2 separate regions of the Ovis aries genome follow, and region 2 is linked to region 1. A link is a contact called in public Hi-C data. All regions are on one chromosome and are shown on one strand. The core of a region is the stretch at or near the end of the contact, and the rest is flanking DNA. Distances in the headings are between cores, read along the strand shown.

What was found. Hi-C and Micro-C count contacts between places; a contact is called where the count stands out from the background.
Region 2: a Hi-C map of muscle shows a contact between it and region 1, with 6 times the contacts expected there. The contact joins two enhancer-like sites. A contact is called at or near these places in 5 of 16 Hi-C or Micro-C datasets (liver, mixed tissues, muscle and 1 more).

Annotation. Positions count from the first base shown.
Region 1 is chr1:189,843,475-189,847,780 of ARS-UI_Ramb_v3.0, reverse strand. It overlaps KALRN (kalirin RhoGEF kinase), which reads right to left. Exons shown (of 59, transcript XM_060418677.1): 34 at 3,534-3,780. Among named protein-coding and RNA genes, the nearest start is that of UMPS, 140 kb to the left of the region's middle. Within about 2 kb of position 2,015, at least 3 of the 54 cell types and tissues checked have an H3K27ac peak or open chromatin away from gene starts, as enhancers often do.
Region 2 is chr1:189,947,629-189,951,934 of ARS-UI_Ramb_v3.0, reverse strand. All of the region lies in intron 50 of KALRN (kalirin RhoGEF kinase), which reads right to left. Among named protein-coding and RNA genes, the nearest start is that of UMPS, 38 kb to the left of the region's middle. Within about 2 kb of position 1,919, at least 14 of the 54 cell types and tissues checked have an H3K27ac peak or open chromatin away from gene starts, as enhancers often do.

The sequences.
Region 1 (4,306 bases), core at 766-3,265:
ACTCCCTCCATGGCTTTGAGAGGTCACCTTGCTTTCCTGTGCCCAAGAGAGCCCCTACAAGAGAGGAGGCTGGCCAGTGCAGTGATTCTCAACCTTTCTGTCCCTTGGATTCACCTGAGGAGGGTTTGAAAAACACTGACGCTCAGGTCTACTCCGGGAATTCCGAAACCTCTTGTTCTAGGTGGGGCCTGGATCTTGTCATTTGATAAAGCATCCAGGTGGCCCCAGGCAGCCAGAGTTGAGAGCCTTGCTCTAGTAGTTCTCTACTCCTCAGCGCTGACATCCAGGGCTCTTTAGTCTCCATTTCTGGGGATGGCAGTCGTGCCTGAGTACCCAGGCAGCACTCCGCACACACACGATTTCCTATCCCTTAAGATTTGTAGGAGCACTGGCCTGATGCTCTCTCAAAGGTTAAGAGGACCAGTTGCCTTCCGAGCATTGACAAAGAAATGAATTCTGACCTCTGGTGACACTGGAGGATGCCCTAGCCTATTCCACAACCCTCAGAAGATCATTTCAGCCTCAGTTCCATTGGGCATAACTTGGGAGGTGGAGTGCCCACTGGAGACAAGTCACTTGGAGAGGAGAAAAGGCCAGGTGGCCCACAGGCAGCCTGCTGGATGGGAAAAGGAATAGCTTATCGAATTTCTGCTAAGAGGCTGAGACTCCAGACAGGTCCTAGAGAGAGACAGAGGGGCTTTTCCAATGTGAGGCGTGTGCTTGAGTGTGCATACTTCCAGCTGAGGCCTTGTTAGGGCTGTGAGGATGCTCTGAGAAGAGAGACTTAAACCTGACTGCTGGGAGTCAGGCACCTGGAGGAGGGGGGTGGATCCTGAATCCTCGGGGTGAGAAGCCAGTGAGAGCTCACAGGCTGCCATGTGAAGCCCCGCCTAACTGGCTTATGTTGGGAGAGAGCAAGCAGGCTGCCAACAGGAAGAGCCAAGGAAATGGTGATAGGCGCTACGGGTGGTGCTCATAAGAAGTCATGATGGCAGCAGAGTTAGCTGGAAAGTTCTGTGACAGTCTCCTGGCTTTCTTGCCTCTATTTTGCATCCCTCATCCTCAGCTCCCATTTCTCAATTAACTCTCCACTAACTGTATGCCCCCTCTGGACACCTCCACCCCCCCTGGTGGGCCAGGGCAGGGAGGGGATGCAGCCAGCCAGGAACCAGGGAAGCCAGGCCTAGGGCAAGAAGCCCAGGTCCTCCCCGGAAGTCAGGTCCTTTCTGATAGACCACCCCACACTGGGAGATGAGTCACCAGTCAAGTTTCCCTGCAACTGAATGGCTGTCCTGGCTTTGTCTCTGGAGATGGGAGTTCTCAGTCATTTTGCTGAATAATTTGTGGAAGTGATGTAATAACTATAACTTCTCCTGACAACTAACATGTATTGAGTGCCAGGCACTGTTCTAAGTGTTTGGCATATATTACTTCATTTCACCCACACAATTCTAACTGCTTTGTTTGTCCCAGGTTCCCCCATGGTGAGATTTCAAGTAGAACCTGAGATCCCCTGCTTGACCCTTCCCCAAAACCACCAGATTCTCTAGTGACCGCTTCAGAGGACCGAGGGGCTACACCTGCAATCACAGACCCACACAACTTCCCGATGCAGAGCAAAGAGGGGAACGCCGGTGACGGCTGCACCGGGGGAGGGGAGCACGGGTGTGTGTGTGTGTGTGTGTGTGTGTGTGCGCGTGCGTGTGTGTGTGTGAGCACAGGGGTGTGTGTGTGTGTGTGTGTGTGTGTGTGTGTGCGTGCGTGCGTGTGTGTGTCTCTGTGTGTGTCTGTGTGTGGAATGAGGTGAATTAGCTTTTAGCAGCCATTCTCCAGATGGAAACCACCCCTACCCGCTCCAGGCCCTTGGAAGGACCAGTTCAGTTCAGTTCAGTGGCAGCACCAATAATGCAGCCTGCTATTGCCACCTTGTGGACGAGAGGAGGAAGTCAGGTTTAGAGGTGGACCAGATGGAATTCCAGAAATGAAAACATACCAGTTTCATTAGTCAGTAGCATCAACAGCTCTCCGTGGTGACCATTACCCCTGCTTCCCGACAGAATCAGGTCCTTCCCTCCTCCCATTCCATAAATACCTAGCACAGGGTTGCACAGAAACCCTGAGGTAGATGTCTGACCAGTGACAAAAAGCAGCTCAGAGTTAAGAAAACTCTGCTGTTTTCTGGGCCTCAGTGTCCTCAATGTAAAACGAGTGACTTCCAGGCCCTGACAGCCTCGACTCCTGAAGTCAGAGGCGCTGGTACTTGAGTGTGCGTCAGTGTTCCCAGGGACTTACTAAGATGCAGACGGCGGCCCGCGCCAGCATTTCTGGCCCAGAAGGCCTGCAGTGGGGTCTGAGAACTTGCATTCCTAAAAGTTCTCAGGAGATGAAGATGCTGCCAGTCCAGCGACACCCCTCGCCTGGAGAACCACTGTTTCCAGGGGCTTAGTCTCCCTGGTGTGAGACAGTGAATAAACAAGCAAGTGGGAAGAATACAGAGCTTATACAAAACAGAAGCCAAGCCTCCAGTAATCTGCACGTCAGAGGCACATAAATGAGTGTCTCAGACCCTGGCAGGGCTGAGGGGAAGGTCAAACTCAACTGGCTTGTGCTGGGTGTTACCCCCAGGTTTGCTCAGGCTTCTGTGAACCATGAGCGCCTGGGGAGCGGGAGGGGCCCAGGGAGCTGACAGCAGCTGTGGAGGGGGAGGGGTTAGTGGAGAAGGGAATCTAGGTACTGGGCTGTGGGCGGAAGATAACTATTTTGGATGTGTGGCGATACAATGGGGGAGTTACACGAGATCTGGTGGTTTAGTCGCTAAAAGTCGTGTCTGACTCTTGTGACTCCATGGACTGTAGCCTGCCAGGCTCCTGGGTCCATGGGATTCTCTAGGCAAGAATTGTTGTTCAGTCGCTCAGTTGCTCAGTCGTATCTGACTCTTTGCGACCCCATGGACTGCAGCATGCCAGGCTTCCTTGTCCTTCACCATCTCCCCGAGTTTGCTCAAATTCATGTCCACTGAGTCGGTGATACCATCCAGCCATCTCATCCCCTGCCGTACCCTTCTCCTCCTGCCCTCAGTCTTTCCCAGCATCAGGGTCTTTTCCAATGATTCGGCCCTTCGCATCAGGTGGCCAAAGTAGTGGAGCTTCCAGGCAAGAATACTGGTTGTCGTTTCCTTCTCCAGGGGATCTTCCCAACCCAGAGATCGAACGTGGGTCTCCTGCATTGCAGGCGCATTGTTTGCCGACTGTGCTACCAGGGATCTTAAGGGTCATCTAAGTCAGCCTTCATTTTTAAGATGAAATGATTCTGAAAGATTAAGTGACTCTTTCCCAAAGTTACATGGTTGTTGCATAGCTCTTTCTTTTTAAGCTCCCAATGCACTCCCTGCACAATGCACTCTCCTCTCTGAGAGAAATCGCACAGGTCAAAACAGGCTCCTGAGACTAGCGAGTGCCATGATGCTCTTCTAACAAGTGGGCCACATCTCCAGCGGCCTCTGGTCCTCATCCCTCCCCCTCCTTTCTCCCTACCTTTCACCAGGGGGAAGAAGCAGTCCATCTCCACGCTGCTTCGGGAGTGGGAGATGCACAGGGCGCTGCTGGGGACCAGGCCCTCCTGGGGGGGGCTCCGCTCCGTGGTTCGGACCAGACACCAGCCTGGCCGCTCGCTCGGCCGCTCTAGCAGCTCCACCGTCTGTCCCACCTGGATGCTCAGCTCGCTGCTGTGGCCTGCGTTGAAGTCCTGGAGCACCACGGTCAACTCACAGCCGCCAGAGAGCTTTTGGGGGTGAGGTGGGGGTGGAGTAAAACACGAGGGCATGGGGGAAGGATAGGTGGGTGGGTGGGGAAGGGGACAAAGGATGCATGAGAACAGAGGAGAGGGGGAAGGGAAATAGCAAGGACGAGATTCAGGGTGGAGGAAAGGGGGAAGATGGGAAGGGAGTCGGGAAGAGGAAAGGAAATCAGGAAAAAGAAAACAAAAAATAAGAAATTAACACAGTGTTATTCAATTCCTGTCGTTCACTCTAGCTGCAGTGAGTCTGGAGCCTACCCAGAACCGGGCTTTGCTCCTAATTCCTTCCTGTAGTATGGGAGTTAGTTCTTTTCATCATTCCTTTACGAGCTTCCAGCCAACGGTGGCGTCCAACCCCGGCCCAAGTGTGTCCATTTTCTTCTTCCAAGGGCTCCTCTGCCCCATGCCTGGCTGCACTCCTGGTCCTCACACTCTTCTGGCATCATTTTTAACTCACTCACTCTCAGTTGATTCTAACTGACGTTGGGAATGATGGAGATGACCTCCCTTC
Region 2 (4,306 bases), core at 670-3,169, 100 kb before region 1:
TTTACAAATATATGAAATTTAAAAAATTATCTCTTGTTCCTAGTTTCTACAAGACTGATTCCTTGATTTTCACTGGGATTTGCTTTATGGGTAGTACATGATTGATTTTCACAAAAAGTTCCATGTGTTCCTGAGAAGAACACATAAGCACTAACTACTGGGTAGACTTATGAGTGTCTATGTGTGGAGCACGTTGTTTTACGGGGATTTCTTGTCCAAAGTGAAAGTGAAAGTCAAACCAGAAATCATACTTCAGTCTTGTCCGACTTTTTGCGACCTCATGGACCATAGAGTCCATGGAATTCTCCAGGCCAGAATACTGGAGTGGGTAGCCTTTCCCTTCTCTAGGAGATCTTCCCGACCTAGGAATCGAACCAGGGTCTCCTGCATTGCAGGAGGATTCTTTACCAACCACGAGGGAAGCCTCTTCTAGTCCAAATCCCTCTCCTATTCTTCAAGCTTTGCTTTTAAGAACATTGTGTTCTCAAAAATAAAAGGGATAAAAATATGACTTACACAGAATAATGAAAGAAGATCTATCCCGTCTCACATAATAGCAGAGGAGAAAGGAACTAAAAGGCGGTTTATGGTGTGCACATACTGGTCTCTGGTGTTCGTGAGGACGGGGCTGGGGTTCCAGTGGTGGTGTTATCATTTCCCTTCTGTAACTCGTGTTTCCAACGTGGAATCTACAATCTTGACTTTGAATATTCAAAATCTCTATGCATGAGTGTCCTGAGGTCTCATCCCTTAATGATTTGACCTTGATCATATTCTGATCCCCCAAACCTCTTTTACTAGGGAAACAACCTCCCAGAGTCTGTGGGCCGCAATAGGTTACGATGTGCTCTGAGGACAAGGGCCAGAGGAAGGCTGACTTGTGGATTCCCACGCCCCACGCTTCTTCCCTGAGGTCCCTGAGCTGAACACACAGCTGCTGTCGTCACGGTTTCCCCTACTAGTCATTCCCTGCCTTTCACTAGCGCTCCGTTCTCTCCCTGTCCTGCCCCTTAGGGTTGGGTATTTGCCACCTCCCACTTTAGTCTACTACAACAGCCCTCCAATGGGCCTGCCTGTCCCCACTGTGTTCAGTTAGGTGCCAGTTCCTTCCTAAAGCCCAGAATGAATTATTTGGACTCTGCCCAACAACCTTCAACTGCTCCTCACTGTCTGCTGCATCAAGTCCAGGCTTCCTGGCAAATCCCCCGAAGCCTTCAGAATCTGGTTAAAACTCACCTGCCAGGCTTTATTGCCTACCATTCTTCCCACATACCTAAACCCCAGGTATCCAGATAGCAGTCTCTTTTCAATGTGTGCTAGGCACTCTCAAGCCTTTCTCAGCCTTCACACTTCTCCAAGACTCTTTGCATCGTATCAGTCCCTCCAACCTAGCCCCTGACGACCACGCACACAGGCACCCTGGGAGACAGGTTGTGAATGCCCAACTGTGGGACAGCTATTTAACCTCTCTGCTCTCTCACCTGAAAAGCAAAAACAATGGCAACAGTATCTATGTCTTGGTGCTGTTGGAAGGAAAGGACTCAGTATGGAGCTGGATACATAGGAAAGGCGGATAAACAGGAGCTACTATTACTAGCCCAGCCCTGAGTGGCTGTTAAATATTCACTGAATGAGTCCTTGAATGGCTCTCTGACCCCATAAGAGCAGATTTCAAAGTTCCCTATATAACAAAGGCATTTAATCGAAGCCACCTCCCTCCAGGTGACAGCGCAGGGAGGGGCCTAATTTACATAACTTGTTGGCCCTCTATAGTACTCACTGCAATGCCTGTATCAACCAACTTGTGTTAAACTGAATTGACTAGGAAGTCATGTTGAGCGGGCCTGTAGGTGGATCTTGACAGCACAGGGTGTGCGCAAGGGAGGTGGTGGCCTCTGCTCCTCTAATAGCTGGCTCTTAGAGCGACTTCTCCTGGGTCAATAGCACCTCATAATCTCATCAGTGTATGACACAAATGAGATGGGCCAGGCTTCCAGATGAGGGTGAGGGTGTGCTGGGTGACTCTTCTGACCTGAAAAAACAATTCAGACGTTTCCGGCTCTTGAAACCAGACCTCTTTCCTGGCACTTATGGCTGGACTCTTGAGTCACTGGGAATGGGTGTGGTGAGGCCAAATAATTACCCCAACTGTCAAGGGATTTAAAAAGTTGTTGAGGAAGAAATTCTTCTCCAGCAAGCAAATGTGCAACAGGGGACGGCCTGAAACTGACCTTCCTTAAGGAACTGAGCCTCACTTGGGGAGCAGACTTCTCTATCACATGCCAAGTCTGTCCTCTCAAAGCACCAGAGTTAAGACCTGCTGTTTCTATCGGTTGTGTGACCGTGATTTTTCTGAACCCGTTTCTTCTAGGAGGGTAAGAAAACTCCATCTTCACCAAACGGTTGGAAGGAGCAGAAAGCATAGTAGATGTGACGATGCTGTGGAAGATCTTGCAGTGAATCCTCTTGGGAGAAAGAAACACTAGCTCCAGCCACCTAAGTGTGCTTCTCCCAGTGGCAGAATATAAATCAATCTGCATGTAGAGTTAGAGCTAAGCTAGGCAAGAGGAGTGAGTCTCTGGGCCCAACCCATCGGATCTATTACAAAGAAAATATTTTGTAAAAATAAAATGAGAGGAATGTGATGCTTCACTTTCTTTTCTCCAAAGAGTTCTTTTCATTTAAAAAAAAATTCTTTTTATAAAATGCAGAAACAGGCACCAGTGGAAATACACTGGCGATGCCGGGAGGTCAGTCACCCGACCAGGGGTGTAAAAGTTTCCTTGAATCTGTCTGGCCAGGTTATTTTGAAGCTCTGAATCTGGGACAAGGAGCCGAGGCAGCTAAGGCGGGAGCCGCAGGCTAGCTCTTTGAAGACGTGAAAGCCAGGCCTAGGGAACTGTGGGTCTGGGGCAAGAAAGAAAGGTCAATTCTGGCCACTCAAACCCTTCCCAGAGCCGGAAGTAGACGCTCCAGCTGGGGCTAGGGAGGAAATGTACCCAGGCCATTCCTGCCACAGCCCCTGCAGAACAAATTTCAGGGGCAAAGCACAAACTCTTCTGTTTTCTCTGCTGTTGAGGCCTCATTGTTCTCAGCGTCAGAAGTTCAGGAGAGCAAGGTCTTTTGATACTATACCTTAGACCGGCAGGAGGCTCAAAGGGTTCAACATCTCTTACATAAACACCCGTGCCCCCAGAGCTGTGTGACATCCCACAGAGAAACCCCCCAGGCTCAGAAAGGCTGGCCCACCTGAGGCCTTACAGTGGACAGTCCCTAGACTGGAGTCCAGTCTCCTGGCCTTACAGTGGACAGTCCCTAGACTGGAGTCCAGTCTCCTGGCCTTACAGTGGACAGTCCCTAGACTGGAGTCCAGTCTCCTGGCCTTGCAATGGACAGTCCCTAGACTGGAGTCCAGTCTCCTGGCCTTACAGTGGACAGTCCCTAGACTGGAGTCCAGGTCTCCTGGCCTTACAGTGGACAGTCCCTAGACTGGAGTCCAGTCTCCTGGCTCCTGTGCCAGTGCTCTTTCCATATGATCCTGCCTTCGTGTGATTTTTATTTAAGTCCTGCTTCAGCCTTGCAGGGCCGGGATGGGTGGAAAAGATATTCTTTGTTGAGCTGGAAAACTGAATAACAAATTAACAGAGGAAAACGGGTACTGGAAGGCGCGGCTTCTTGTCTGCCAGAATCTGGGTTTTAGATTAAAAACAACCTGAAGGTGGGGGTGGGGAGCTCCAAGAGGGGGGCAGGATAGTGTGGGTGGGGGAACAAGGGCCAGGGAAAACCAGAAACAGGCTTCAGGGCACCTGCTCATTTTGTGAACAGGAAGTCACAACTTCCTCTGCCTCGGTTTCCTCTTCTAAAAGTCTTGGAAGGGGCTGCAGAGACGGCGAGTGAAGTGGAGTTATTGTTCAGCAGGTAAAGTTTCAGTTGGGGATGATGAAACAGTTCTGGAAATGAATAATGGTGATGGCCACACAACACTGTGAAAGCACTTAATGCCACTTAAAACAGGTAAATGTGGTAAATTTTATGTGTATTTCAGCACAATAAAAAACAAATGAAGGGGATAGTATTAACTAAAGGTTTCCAAGATTCCATCTACTCTGAAAGTCTATGATTCTTACCCTATTTGGAAATTTCTTTTCAAATTAGCTTCATCTTTCCACATGCTTTCTCTCCCACAGGTTCCCAACCCAGCTCTTACACAGCAAGCACCAATACCCAACCCCTGGAGTTAAATGCCTCATGGTTGGTATTATGACTGCACGTAGCCTGTGTTGCAGCTGAGGACAGCCCTGTGTCA